2 separate regions of the Mus musculus genome follow, and region 1 is linked to region 2. Evidence: chromatin contacts called from public promoter capture Hi-C data. All regions are on one chromosome and are shown on one strand. The core of a region is the stretch at or near the end of the contact, and the rest is flanking DNA. Distances in the headings are between cores, read along the strand shown.

Region 1 (6,754 bases), core at 2,984-5,483, 2.2 Mb before region 2:
CATGTGATACGTACGAGTCAGAATCCTATTTTATAAATGAGAAAACTGTACCCTAATGAGAATAAATAAAAGTCCCCAACTAGGACAATCAGGATACAAACTAGGGTCTGTCATGATTCCTGAAGCCATCTGAGATTAAGTTTGCCCAGTATTTACTTGTTTTAACACACTGGCAACTAAATGCTTTCAAAGAATGGATCCAGACAGTGATTTCCTTTACAGCAGGCCAGTCAGTCTTTATCCTATTGATATTGTTTCTTCCCCCAGTTTGAAGCTGGAGCTATTAATATCAAATGACCCATACTGATGACAAGCACTTCTTGCCAATGCCATCTTGAGTAGCAAGCCTACCTCAGGCATCTCTTCATCTTCATCTTCTGAAGACACTTCTTCCTGCGTGCACTGCAGTGGAGAAGGAGGCAAAGACGAAGATCAGACCCAGTGGGTGCTAGAATGCAGCATCTGACCTATCCTCTGGCCCTGAAGGTCTGGAAGCTGAGCACTGCCCATAAAGATGCCAGTTTCTCCCCCAGCCAGGTCTGAGTGGTAGCAAGAGCCCAAGGCATGGATGACTTTGATACCAGCCAATTATTCTCTCCCGACCACATGCCATAGCTGCTTTTGCCATCTATTCTGCAGAGCCCAACTTACCTTTCCTCAGCACCCTGCTCTCATTTGCTCTTCTCTAGAGCTCTAGTGCATTTCTCATCCTAAGCAAAGGGCCTGGGTTTCCAATAGCTATCAACTGCTATTGCTTCAATAATAAAATTCCCTCTCATCTCAACCGTCGGGATGCTGCCCGTGAGGCTGAGTTCTGATAGGGCAGAAGCAGTGAGTAGTGTCCCATTTAGCTAGATTCCCATCTGGAGAAGAAAGCGGCTGAGAATCACATGTGTGTTTGGGAGCGGTGGGGGTGGGAAGGAGCTACTGCAGCTCTGTTTCAATTACCAAGTATTTCTTAAGCACTCTTTGGGGTGACAGCCACAGGACCCAAAGCCCATTCCTCAGCTGCATACCTGCTCTGCTGGCAAGGGCTGATCCAGCATTTCCACATCAGGATGCTGAGGGAGGTTGTAGAGTTTACACAGGTCAGAGATGATCCTCTTCAGATGCTGCAAGAGCTGGGGGGAGAGACATTAAATACGTCTTTCCTACTACAATCTGGATAGCTGCATGGATGAGCTTTTAGCTTAGATCTCAAAATGGTGGCTGGTTCTCTACACTGGATGGACCTTGTGGTTATAGGAATGACTTTCCCTAGTGGACCTATCCTGGAGCTGCTACAGGACTCTGCCCCCTCTGGCTTCAGTAGGCAACTCTCCTAAGAAGTAAGGTCCAAGACATTCCACCTGGGGCACCACCCACTCTTCAAAACTAGCTGCCTCACAGGGAACGTTAGTTGCTGAAGCCTCTTCAGGAACACACACATTCCTCCCCACTGCCCCCCTCACCAAAGTATTCCCTTTCTTTATGTCCACCAGCCTCTCCAAGACAGCAGCCAAGTTAGGGTCATCGGACTCCACCGACCAGATGGGGGGCACAGCAGGGTATGATTCCTGAGGGGGAAACAGGAAGAGTGGTCACAATGAGAAACTTTACGAGAAACCAGTTTTTGCCTAGCCTTCCTTCTTCTGGTTCCTTTCTTCCCACCACCATGTCCTACACTTATAACCTCAGCTTCCCTAGAAAACTAGCCTGGAAGGACCATACCCAAGAAGCAACCTGCGGACTCTCTTCCTCTCAGAGTACAAACCAGGGAAAGCTGAAGACAGTAAAGGAAGCTCTGGCTCTACTGTCCTGCCTGCCTGCCTGCCACACTCCAAGTTCTCCCACACCAGGCCAGACTCCTTCAGTGTTTCCAAACTCAGGGGAGGGAAGATCACCTCATAACAGTCACACTGATGTGAAAAATGCAGGCTTGTAGCCACCAGGGGAGAAGGAACTAATAAAATAGTCTCCAAAGCTAGTAGCAAGATCCACCCCCACCCCCCAGAGTCCCTCTAAGACCCATTCTCCCTACCGCTCCCTCAGGAACCTGCCCTCATCCTGAGCCCAGGCATGGGCTGGGAGAACAGAGCCTATGCTACTGGCATTCCCAGCATTCCTGAGCCACCATGCCACAGGAGCCTGAACAGACTCCCCTCCTCTGCCCAAGGCAAGAGGGCCAGTGTAGGCCAAGTTTCTTTTAGAGGGGCCATGGGCACTGCAGCTGAGAACCCCCAAAGACAAAGATAGTAGATGGCCTTGGCAACCGAAAGGAAGCAGCTGGAGGAGGCAAACCTACCCGTAAGTGAATCCACTTAGCAAAATCCAATCTTTGATGTTTCAACACATGCCAAGGAAGCCTTACCCACTTCTACTGGGGATCTTAGCGATGCCACAGCTCTAACCAGTGCTGCAGGAAAAACAGTACCAAAGATGCTACAATCTTTACTTGACTGAGCCACTCCTGGTGGTCCTAGCTTGGTGAGGTAAGCCTCAGCTGGGATAGATGAGGCCCCATCAAAACTCAAGTATCTCATTATTACTCCACTCCCAAAGTTACCTCACCAAACCACGACCTGGTTTGGTGGCAGAAAGGGCTAGAAAACACCATGAAAAAAAAAATGAATCAAAGCCTCCAAGAACCACAAAATTCACGTCTGTCTTCCCCCCAGGCAACTCCCGTTTCCAGTGTGGATAAAGGTGCTCCAGGAGGGACAAGACCATTACAGTGGGCGTTATCCAACAACGTGAGCACTGTATCGCGCAGTACCAGCTGTTATAAAATTGCACCCAACAATTTCCTCAAGGGACACTAGGGAATAAAATAAGGCAGGACGCATGGAAGATGCCTCCTGACCAAGGATAGGTAGGATGGAACGATGCCTACTGGGGAGCGATGGCACTGCTGCCGCTCAAAACACACATTGCTGTCACCACCAGAAAAGGTGACAGTCACCTAGGATAAGCAGATGTGACCCCAGGAGTGGGGAGGAAGTGGCAAAGCTGCTACGAGCCAAGGCAAAAAGAGGAATTAAAGGTTAGTTACACCAGAGTTAGTAAGAGGAGATCCAACGTGGGGTCAATGAACGGCACTATTCTTTAGTGAAATTCAGGGAGCAAAGAGGGGTTGTACGAGGGATGCCTAGGCAGGGAGCCTACAGGTGGGTACATATAAGTGGAAAGAACTACTGAGAAGGGTCATTATGGAACCGGGCTGAGTTCCAGGCTACGTCCTTCCAGCACAGGCCTGGAATCTTATTAGAGTTGGGGTGGGGAGAAGAATGGGTCATTTCTAGGTGACATGGTAAAGTTGTGGAGGAGTAAGCAGAAGGAGCCAAAATCATAAAACCTGAGGTGTGGGTGGATTCATAGGAGGAGGTGGTTGAGGGGCCACATGTCCCGATGTCCCTTGCTCTCAGGGGTCAACAGTAGAGACTGTGACTGCACCACAGAACCTCAAGCTGAAGAAACAAGTGTAGCCTGGAGAGAAGGAGCCAAGCACCAAGAGGGGGGCTCTGGCCTCCGGGTCCTTCGAGAGCAGGAGGTTGTATGGTGTGATTTCGATCACCAGACAAGGGACCCCCAGCGTGGCGCAAGCGAGGTCCTCACCGTGATGTTGCAGTGGATGCGGACGGGGTCCCCCGGCACCGATCCCCGGGAGGGGAGATGGGGTCCGGGCGCAGCCCCGGCCCCGGCCCCTCCGGCTCCGGCCAGCAGGAACTCGCAGCTCAGCTCGTCCAGGCAGGCGCTGGCAATGCGGAAGCGCTCGTGGCCGCGGTGGAAGATGGACTCGAGCAGCTTCAGCTCCCGCCTCAGGCAGGGCCCTGGCCCCGGGCCCCCTCCCGGGCCGCCCCCGGCCCCCGGCGCCGCCCCCTGGACCCCCAGTTGCTGCCCCGGCCCCGGCTGCTGCTGCCCCTGCGGCTGCGGCTGCTGCATCCTCCGCTCCGCTCCGCTCCGGGGCCGGCGGGCCGGGAGCCTCCGGCCTCCGCTCCGGGCTCCGCCGCCGCCGCGGTCCGCACTTCCTGATCCCCCCTTCGCCAAGATGGCGCCGCCGCCACCTCCGGGACAGGCCCCCTCCGCTCGCCGGCCCACCCCCCCCACGGCCGCCGGAAGCCGCGCGCCCCTCCCCCTCCGCGGCGGCCCCGCCTCCGGCCTCACGTGACCTCTGAGCTCCGGCCCCCGGCACGTGATCCGCGCGTCTTTCCCGCCCCCCGGCCCGCGCCTGTCACCCTCCACATGTGACCCTAGGCCCTCGCCTCGCTGCTCGAAGCGCTTCCGTGCGTGTACGTGCGTCGTGCGTGACCGTGCACCGGGGGGCCTTTGCCAGCGCTTCCCTGTCACATGGCCGGCGTCTCTTGTCACGTGGCCGGTGCCTGTGTTCCCAGGGGCTCCCCGCGCGGGACTCTGGCTTCCTGCTTGCGTCCCGCGGCCCCCGCGTGCGGCGCATGGCCGTGTCTGTCCTGTATTCCCATGGGGGTCGTCGGGCCGGGTCACCGGCCTCCGCGTCTGCGGCGGGAAGGCGCCTTTCGCTACGGTCGGAGAAACGGACTTGGATCTCCCTGCGGTTCCTCTATGGTGTGTGACCTTGGGTTATCTACGCTCCTGGGGAGCCTCAGTTTCTCCATCACAACAATGGCACTGTACAAGACGGGGAGGCCTCTTTAGCCTGTTCCCAAAGGCTCTGTGCAGGGATACTGAAGTATCGAGTATGGTCGCTGGTCAGCTACGTCTGAGGGGACAGATGGTGCGGCTTCCTCCACAGAATCACAGGGCTTCGTTATGTGTGAGTGCAGAGTACTAAGCTAGGGGTTGCATAGACGACACCCACGCCTACCTGCTATTCTTCTTCCCACCTCGTCGCACTGATCCTGAACGGGGCTTGAAGTTTGCGGCAGTACCTCGTCGTTCCCACTAGGTGGCACTATCACAAAGGACAACGGAGGGTCCTGAAACCCAGAGCTGCAAACTGGCAGGTGCCAGGATGTTGTAAGGCCTGATGGGTTTGGGACCAATTCATCATGTGAGCCGTTGGCCCGTCTACCGTCACCACCTCTATGTTTTTTGGAAGCTGACTGTACCTTGGTGCTGGGCTACTGATTCACTCAGTGATGTTAGCAGAAAGCTTTACTAGGCCAAGTTTAACTCCGTATGTTTTAAGAAATTCGTGTTCTTTGAGCCTGGGGGGATGAGTGTGGGTGTGTGGGTGGGGCTGGTTTTTCTAATGACCAGAGCAGCCTGAACATTTAGCTGCATACCATCTTTGTGCCTATGTCCACAAGCTGGAAGCATAAAATACTAGGGTAAGCCAGTCCTAGCAGAACAGGGTTGTAGTCGCAACTATCTAGGAGAGTCAGAAGGCCAAGGCCTACCTGGATAACTTAGTAAACTCCTTTCTCGGCCAAATAACTAATAAATAAGGGCTGAGGGTGTGGTAGAATGCTTGCTTAGCTAGTAGAAGCTCCAAATTTGACACCCTCCCCCATCATCACACACAAAAAGAGTAATTGTAAAAAGTCTAATTTATCAAGCATTCCCCAAGCCAGGAATACTAAGCAAATATTTCTAACCCTTAACACCATTGCAAGGTGAGTGCTTTAACCTGTATTTTACAGATAAAGGTCAGGATGTATAGATACTGAGCAGAACTTCTAAGTCTGTCTCCACGTCCTTTACCCTGTTCTGTCTGCTTGCCTGCTTCCTTTATTGTTATTGTCAGGGTCTTGCTATATAGTCCAGGCTGGCCTGAATCTTATTCTCTTGTCTTAGCTTCCCAGTGCTTAACTTATAGGCACACATGCACCACCTTGCTCAACTCCCCTATTCTACTAGCCCCACACACTTCCTTTTAGAACTTTTCACAGATCACATGACCTTTAGCCCTTACCCAAGGAACTGGAACTTTAGGTCTTCCATGTCCCCAACCCCATATACAAGTTTTAAATGTATACATTTACTTATTGTCCTGAAGATTGAGCCCAGGGCCTCATCCATGCTATGCTTTGTCATTGAGAAACCCAGAAGTCAAGGTCAGTGGGGCATGGTGCCTTCTATTGCTACTTCACTCAGCATCTCAGCTCTTTTGGTTGCTGCTAAGCTTCATGTAAAATCATACCTAAGATAATTGGGCATGAGTGTGGTTGCCATCTGAACTGGAAATGAAGTAGATATATTTATTTAGTGAATGCAGAGGCAAGTGATTAAAAACAACCTACCCTCATGGAATTCATATTAAGGAAAATAGAAATTATAAAACCAGAATCTACAAAACAAACTGCCTTGTTAAATGTGGGAAATGGACAAATATTTACTGAGCACCTACTGTGTATGATACACTGAAGAAACAGCATTAAATGAAACAGATTCAGTCCTTATTTTCTCAACCTGACAGGAAATCAGACACTTGGGCCAGTCAGATGCCACACAAGCCTAGTGTCTTGAGTTTAATAATGTTAGGTACCCAAAAAAGTAGAAGAGCATAGACTCCACAAAGCTGTCCTCTGATTTTCACACACCATGCCATGGCCTTTGCCCCTCCTAACAATAAATACAAACTAAGCAAAGCAGACATTTAATGCACAGAGACACACTCAGGCACTGACTTTTAGCTGTAGTAAGTGCCTCAGAGGGGAAGACTAGCCATCTGGAAAGGAGTTCTGAATGAAGGACACTCATTTCTGAAGAGTGAGTAGCACGGGTGGAGCAAGAGCTGACATGTCTCAAGTTACAGAGTGTGAGAACACCAGCAAAGGCTACAAACTCAATTCAAATT
Region 2 (7,281 bases), core at 3,762-6,261:
TCCTTGATGACAAACTCCCCGTACTCTCCCTGCTGCCAGGCGATGACATGGCGGAACTCTTCCTTCTGCAGCAGTTCCAGGATGAAGTGCCACAGCTGGATCTGCCGGGAGCCCGGAGACGACTCAGCTTTGTAGGCCCAATCGGGGAAGGCCAGACCTGGGGCGGGGGGAGTGTGAGGGTCACCTGCTGTCCTCAGGCCCTGCCCATGTCAGCTTCAAGAGCATGGGGAGGAGGCAGGGAGGCTTACCTGAGACCCAGTGGTTGACAGGGGCAGCCAGGATGCCTTCTGAGAAGCAGTTGCAGTACATGGTGAGTGGTAGGCGAGAGAGGGTTGAGTTTGAACTGAAGGCCTGCTGAAGTAAGGGACAGAGGGAAAGAATGGAGGTGAGAGAAGAAGGAAGGAAGGGTCCAGGGTGAAAAGAGAAGCTAAAGCAAGAATTTTCTTGTATACAGCCCAGCCTCTATGCAGACCTCCTTATTGCTCAAAGGCTGCCCCAGGGCGGTGGCTTGGGTCTAAGCCCAAAGTAAAAAGGCAAATGGTCCTCCATCTTAATCCTTGATGGAGTTAGACAGAGAGATGAACATTGGAGGAACTCCAGAGAAGAGCAGCTTTCAGCTCCACTGCCAACAGTGTCAACTGTCTTTGTCACTTAACCCTAATCCCTTGTGTGTCACTTAAAAAGAAAAACTTTAAACATTTGTTAACGTGTGTATGTGCGCATGGGTGTTTGCACAGAGTACAGCTCTGTGGAATCTCTTCTCTCCTGTCCTTTTTAAGTGGTTTTAGGGATGTAACTCAGGTCACCAGGCTTGTTCTGCAAGTGCTTTATCTGCTGAGCCATCTAGCTGATCCCTGTGTTACCTTAATCTACTCATTGGTGTAGAACTTCCCTGGCTGGGAGCATCCCACTCTGTGCCTTCCCGTCACCTGTGCCCTGGGCCCTAGCTCTGTCTCTCTTGGGCTGGAGGGCACACACACAAAGATTGGCTACACTCTATTTACTGGCTGCAAACAGCCCTGCGGCACCCATGGCAAGATTAATACAGTGGCTTCCAGGATGAATACTGGGAACCATAAATTAGAAAGGATCATAGCCCTGTCTGGCATGATCATCCTTGCTCTCCCAAGCATTTTGTATTTCAGGAAGGGCTACGGCAGCAAGTGATCGTTATTACCACCGCCATCCGTCTGATTACTAATAATGTTAATCCCCTTGGCCAGTATAAGTGTTCATTACAACACAAGTAGGTTCTAGGTCATTATTTAATAGAAGCAATATAGATAACGATGGAAACAATAGGGGACAAAGCTCCAGCTGGGCGTGCTGCCAAAGACAACCTCCCAAGCTGCTTCACCCTCGAAGCTGATGTGAACTTGGGACGGCCACCAGTTCAGGACGAGGTGCTGCTCTTGTTACGTTACTTCACTAATTCCTCACAATAATCTTTTGAGGTTGGTATTGGCTACATTTTGTAAGCTGAGGAAACAGAGGCTCAAAAGATTAAGAGACTTGCTCAAGATCCTGCCAAGTGGTAGAGCTGGATGAGAACAGGTCTGTCTGACTCCAGGCACTGAGCTGTAATTGGTCAACTGGGGCAGAAGAGTTGGAACTCTAAGGAGAGAGGCAAGGCTGACAGGAGGCCCTGGCCCTGAAGGAAACTGTCCAACCAAGCCTGGGATGTCGGCTCTTTGCCAGAAAAATTTCAACAGTAGTCCCAGGAAGCCAGAGGCCAGCCAACCCAATGGGCAAGCATGAGAAAGATAGAAACACAAACACACACACATAGACATAGACACACACACAGACACATTCACATAGACATACAGACACATTCACATAGACACACAGACATATTCACATAGACACACAAAGATACATTCACATAGTTTCACACAGATACACATACATACATACACACAGACACATAAATACACAGACATACACAGACACATGCAGAAACACAGATTTCCATATAGATATACAGGAGCATATATACACAAGCATACACATATACACACACAGACACACATGGACACATACACACAGACACATATGTATAGATACACACTGAGACATACTTGACACAGACACATACACATAAACACACAGGCACATGGATGCATACACACAGACACATACACATAGGTACACACAGAGACACACACGGACACGTACACACAGAGACACACACGGACACATACACACACACACACATAGAGAGACACACAGACACACATTTTTAGAGACACACAGACATACAGACATACACATAAAGACACACACACTCACATACAAGGACACAGACACATAAACACAAGCCTTTGAGCCCAGTACAGTATGTATGTAGAAACTTAGAGTGAAAGTCATTTTTGTGGTGCTGGATGGGGTAGCTCACACTTGTAGAATCAGCAGAGACAAGGGGCTTGCTCCTAGTTCAAGGCCAGCCTGAGCGACAAAGAGTTAGGGGCCAGCAAATGTGCCATGGGTAGGCCCTGCCTCAAACAAAACAAATCAATAAAAGTTATGAAAAGAAAGTCATGCTGTCATTGGGACCTTTGAAGCCAGGGACCAAGTAACCAGATCGACTGGACAAAACCTGAGCTTTTCAGCGCCCTGTTGAATCAGCGGCAGGTAGGATTGTTGATGTGCAGAGAAGAGAGAGGCAGAGAGACATAAGCCTGAAAGAGCCAGGCAGAGAGCTGGATCCTGGACAGTGAGACCAGACTGGGACCCAGGGCCAGAAGGACAGGAACGGAGAGGAGATCACAGTGACAGCCACAGTGACAGCAGGAGAGACCTCAGAGGCTCCAGAGGTTGGAAAGGCCGCTTCTCCTTCCTTCCCTCCCCAGTCTGACTGGAAACCTCCCATCTCTGCCCTGGCTCTTGGCAGGTGGGGACGCTGGCTCTGAGGCTGCTGCTGATATTAGCGAAGGCTTTGAATGGGGATGGGTGGAGCAGCTGGGGATGGTGGGGAAGCAGCCAGCGCCTTTCTGCCTCTACTCACGTCCTTTCCCTTCTTCCCTGACCTGGTATTCCTCCCTCTCTTGGGGATGGCACCTTTGGGGAGAGGCTCCCTCAGCCCCTCCATCATGGGTCTTAGATCTCCACCTAGCCTCTGGTGGCAGCCCCACCCCTGTGGCCTAAGGTTTAGAACTCCAAACCCAGACACTTAATGTCAACTCCCATAGGGCTGGTAGGAATGGGTTGTTGAAGGTTAGAGAAAAATCCCCTCACAGATGCTTAGGGGAATGGGCCATGGAGGTGGTTGTCACAGGCTTCAGTCTGGGGCTCTGCCCTCCTCTGATCTTCAGCCTACCTCTTCCCTCCCCCCACCCCTCCCTCTTCCCTCCAGCTTTCCTTCTCACCTGTGGCTTCCTCTTGTCGGGCTGTTTCCTGTGCTCCCTCCTCAGCTCTGTGCGGTCTCTGTTCACCCCTGCTCCCTGTCTGGGTGGCTGGTCTCTCCTGGTCTCAGTCTCACCACCGATCATCCAGCCCTGTTCTGTGTGGCGGGCTTTGCCACTTTTGCCTCTTGCCCGCCCTTTTCTGTCTCCCCCTACCCTGGGCTGCTCCCTTTCCACAACTGCCTCTGGTGCCCACTCTCTTCCCACAGTGCTGGTCTCATTCATCATATTCTTATCCAATGTTCCTTAGGGAAGCCTCCCGAACATCCCACCCCGGCCCTTAGTCTCCCCACCAGGAACAAGAAATCCCGTGCAGCAGGCACTAAGGGGGCAGCAGGGCAAGGCAGGCAGGAGATGAAAGTTCCAGCAAACAGTTGAGCTGGGTGAGCTCATCACTGCCCAGGGCAGGGCGTTAGATCAGCCGGAAAACCCGGCAGCAAGCAGAGGTAGCCCGCAACCCTGCATCCCAGCATCCAAGGCCTCCGTCCATAAAAACCAATCCCGTGTCTACATCTAGCCCAGACCTCCAGGCTAGACCTGAGCCCTTCACTTTCTATCAAGTCTGAAGCTCTCTCAGCTGATTCTGTGCTTGAGTCTCTATGCCCAGGAGGCTCCACTGTCCTTTGACAAAGCCAGAGAGATCAAACCCCCTCCACCCCGACCCTGACCCAGGGCTTGGAGAGAGTTTGAAACTTTCTCTTGGCATCGCACCTGCCTCTCTAGCCTGCATCTGTGCTCACTACCATAAGGGCTCTCATACGTCAGGATTCTTGGCCCTAGTACTTTGGGAAACGGTGTGAGAAAGGAAGAGGGGCAGGTGGATGGAGCAGAACCCTCTTGCCCCACCAGAGGCATGCATCCCTTTAGTTCATCCTGCCAGGCTCAGGAGGAATTCTCTGTCCTGTCTCCACCCACTCCGTGATGCTCCCCAACTCGGCTGCCTCCATCTGCTCCCCAGTCAGCCTCAACAACTGGCCTTTTACCCCCGACCGACCCGACTATCGTCGTCCCCCGAAACCCCCACCCCCACCCCAACCCGTGCCCTGGAGCAATGAGCCTGGGCAGGGGCATGGCTCCTAAGGACCCACAAGGCTAGCAGGATGAGAAGTTGGCTGAGAGCTTGGTTATTTGCTCATCATTCACCCCAGAGTCTTGTCTGTTCCAGATAGTAGATACTGGCCCCACCTTCATAGAAGAACTCCCTGCTACACTGAACCAGTGTCCCTGTGACATCCTCCCACAGATGCCGGAAAGCTCTCTGCCCTGAGCACACAACTCCAGCTCTGTGCCATTCCTCTGGAGAAAGAAAAGCCTCGCCACACCTGTGGGCTTCAGCTCCTTCCGCCCCACTTCCCAACTGTCCCATAACTGGCTCCATATCCGGGTGCACAGAGGAGCCCCCGTCTCAGACCTGCCAGGATGGCTTACCGCTTTGGATCATCAATTCTGCGCGCAGTCTGGTTCCTTCTGACTCGCTCCTTGCCCTTGCTCATCGCGTTAGGGTTACTTAAAATGAGAGCGGGGATCTCCAAGCTCCCAGGGGAGCCAAGGTCGTTTGCAGACAGCACCATTAACCCTTTGAGAGCCAGTGGCACGGCTCGATGCCTTATACAGACACCCCACACATGTGTCCACCTTGCAGCAGAGTAGGGGCTCTTCCTGTGGGGTGGCTGGCTCCTAAAGTACCTGCTAGGGACACTTCCTCCTTTTCAATTCTTCTCAAGGTTACTGACCTGCTGGGACGTCCTGCGAGTTGTCTAGCCATCCATTCTTTCTTGTGTAGCATTCTGTGGAGATCGGAGTTCAGATCTAAAAACTGACCTCATACCTCCCAGACTTAAACGTGACTCCAGCCTTTGCTTGAGATGCGCTCTCACTCACTCACTCACTGACTCACTGACTCACTCACTCACTCACTCACTCACTCACTCACTCACTCACTCACTCACTCACTAGTGCCAGATTGTCACAACCTGTAACTTTCCTTCTTTGGCTAGAATAAAATGATATAGATGAAATATATTTTAAAGTATATTATTTTTTACTTACTCCTTAGTACTGGAGACATGGCTAGGCAAATTCTTCCACCAGTGAGTCCCATCTTCCACATGATAGTTACTCAAGGTCATTTTTCTAAAGATTTAAAGGCACATAATATGTTTACTCTCTTATGGTTCTAGAGATTAAAAAAATTTTTTTAAGACCTTACTAATTTGACTTGAAGTTAGACAACAGGAAGAACTTCCAACTAAAGACTAAGCCAGTTAGGAGACAGTGACTACAGGAGTATCAGACAGCTCAGTGAGGAACAAGATAAGGGCTAGAATTCCCAGGACATCTTGGGGAGGAGATGAGAACTTAGCTGAGATGCCTAAGGAACAGGATCTCAGGTTGATACCTGGGACCAAGCCACCCTGGAGCCTGTCAGGGCTGTGTTCAGCTTTCCAGCCCCAAGCAGGGAGAAGGCTGATGGATGTTGTTGGTATCAGTATGATTTTCCTGTCTTCACTGACTCTGGGAGGCCATGCCCCCACCCCTCAGCATACTGCCTTCTGAGCTGATGGAGATGGGATGGAGGGCACGGAATTACATTCTGGGCTTGTTTTCTGGTTAAATCAACCGAAGCTAGCGTGATGGACAGGTGGGAGAGGGGCTGATTGATGGAAGACAAGAGCTGGGCCTCAGGGAGGGAGGGAGGGTCCTGGTGAAGGCAGGGCTCCGTAGGCCAGAGCCATGCAGGAAGGGTAACCTCGCACAGTGATGGGCAAGAGGAGACACACGGTGAAGGGAAGAGGAGATGTAGTTAGCATCCTGCTGTCTGTCGTAGGTGCTGGGTCTGCAGTGCAGCAGGCTGGCCTGCCCCTTGCTCGCCATCACCCACCTACGCTCATTCACTTAAGAGTTTGAAGCCTGGGCCTCCTGTCCACCATAGACAGGAGGCTGCTCTTCAGGCTCTGTTACTACAGTGCAGAGTCCCTTACAGAACACAAGCTGAGGCCAGGGTGAGAGTTGGGGGGTGGGGAGAGGGGGGCTGGCTGCTTCTTAGTATTTCCATCTCTTCTCCTTTGCTGCTTGGTCACCACCCCAGCATACTTCTTCTCATCTTCCTGGACACCCGACAGGGAAGCCCTCCTTGCTGCCAGCCTCCAGTGTCTCTGTCTTCCTGCTCCATCCATGTCATTATATGTGGACTAGCCAGCCAGGCACTGGGCTTGAAGGTGGTTTCTCAGCTGGCCAGCTGTTTCCTCTACAAGATAAAAGCAAAGTGGGCAGAGTCCTGGGGTAATGGGCCCTGTCACTGAGCAGAACACCAGGAGGCACCCATACCCCTCCTGTATCCACCTACCTACCCAGCTTCTCACACGGCCTCCATACACAGTTAATACATTCATGTTTTTTCAGTTCTAGAAACAGGACCTCATCCTAGCTGAGTATGGCCCTTGCTGGCTCTGAATTCATGACAATGCTCCTGCCTCAGCATCCAGGTGAGATTTCAAGTGTACACTTGAAAATGCCAACTTGGTTGGGGGTTTTAAGATGGTTTAAAATATGTGGAGTGTGGTGATTTATGCCTATAATCCTAGCACTGTGGGAAGCTGAGGCAGGAGGATCACAAGTTCAAGGCTACCTTGGCCTACACAGTGAGTTTTGAGTCCAGCCTGTAGAACTTATCAAGATCTTGTCTCAAAATAAAGAGGAAAGATAATGTTGGGGAGGAGCTGTGTGGGAGAGGGTTTGCCTAGCATACGGAAAGCCCTGGGTTCAATCCTTAGAACCATAGGGAAAAACAAAAACCTCCAAACAAAGTGAGCTAGGTCTGGTGGCCCACACCTGTTATCCCAGCCTTGAGACATGACGGTTAGAGAATCAGGAGGGC

What was found. Promoter capture Hi-C pulls out the DNA fragments that hold promoters and counts their contacts.
Region 1: a promoter capture Hi-C map of liver shows a contact between it and region 2, with 5 times the contacts expected there. The contact joins the promoter of 4632404H12Rik here to the promoter of Etv3l in region 2. A contact is called at or near these places in 2 of 39 promoter capture datasets (liver and pre-B cells).

The regions. Positions count from the first base shown.
Region 1 is chr3:89,770,879-89,777,632 of GRCm38.p6, reverse strand. It overlaps 4632404H12Rik (RIKEN cDNA 4632404H12 gene), which reads left to right and starts at 4,233. Exons shown (of 2, transcript NR_130957.1): 1 at 4,233-5,131. It overlaps Ube2q1 (ubiquitin-conjugating enzyme E2Q family member 1), which reads right to left and starts at 4,024. Exons shown (of 13, transcript NM_027315.4): 1 at 3,595-4,024; 2 at 1,452-1,556; 3 at 1,017-1,121; 4 at 352-402. The coding sequence starts at 3,921.
Region 2 is chr3:87,547,787-87,555,067 of GRCm38.p6, reverse strand. It overlaps Etv3l (ets variant 3-like), which reads right to left and starts at 5,011. Exons shown (of 6, transcript NM_001370856.1): 1 at 4,833-5,011; 2 at 249-354; 3 at 1-157. The coding sequence starts at 309.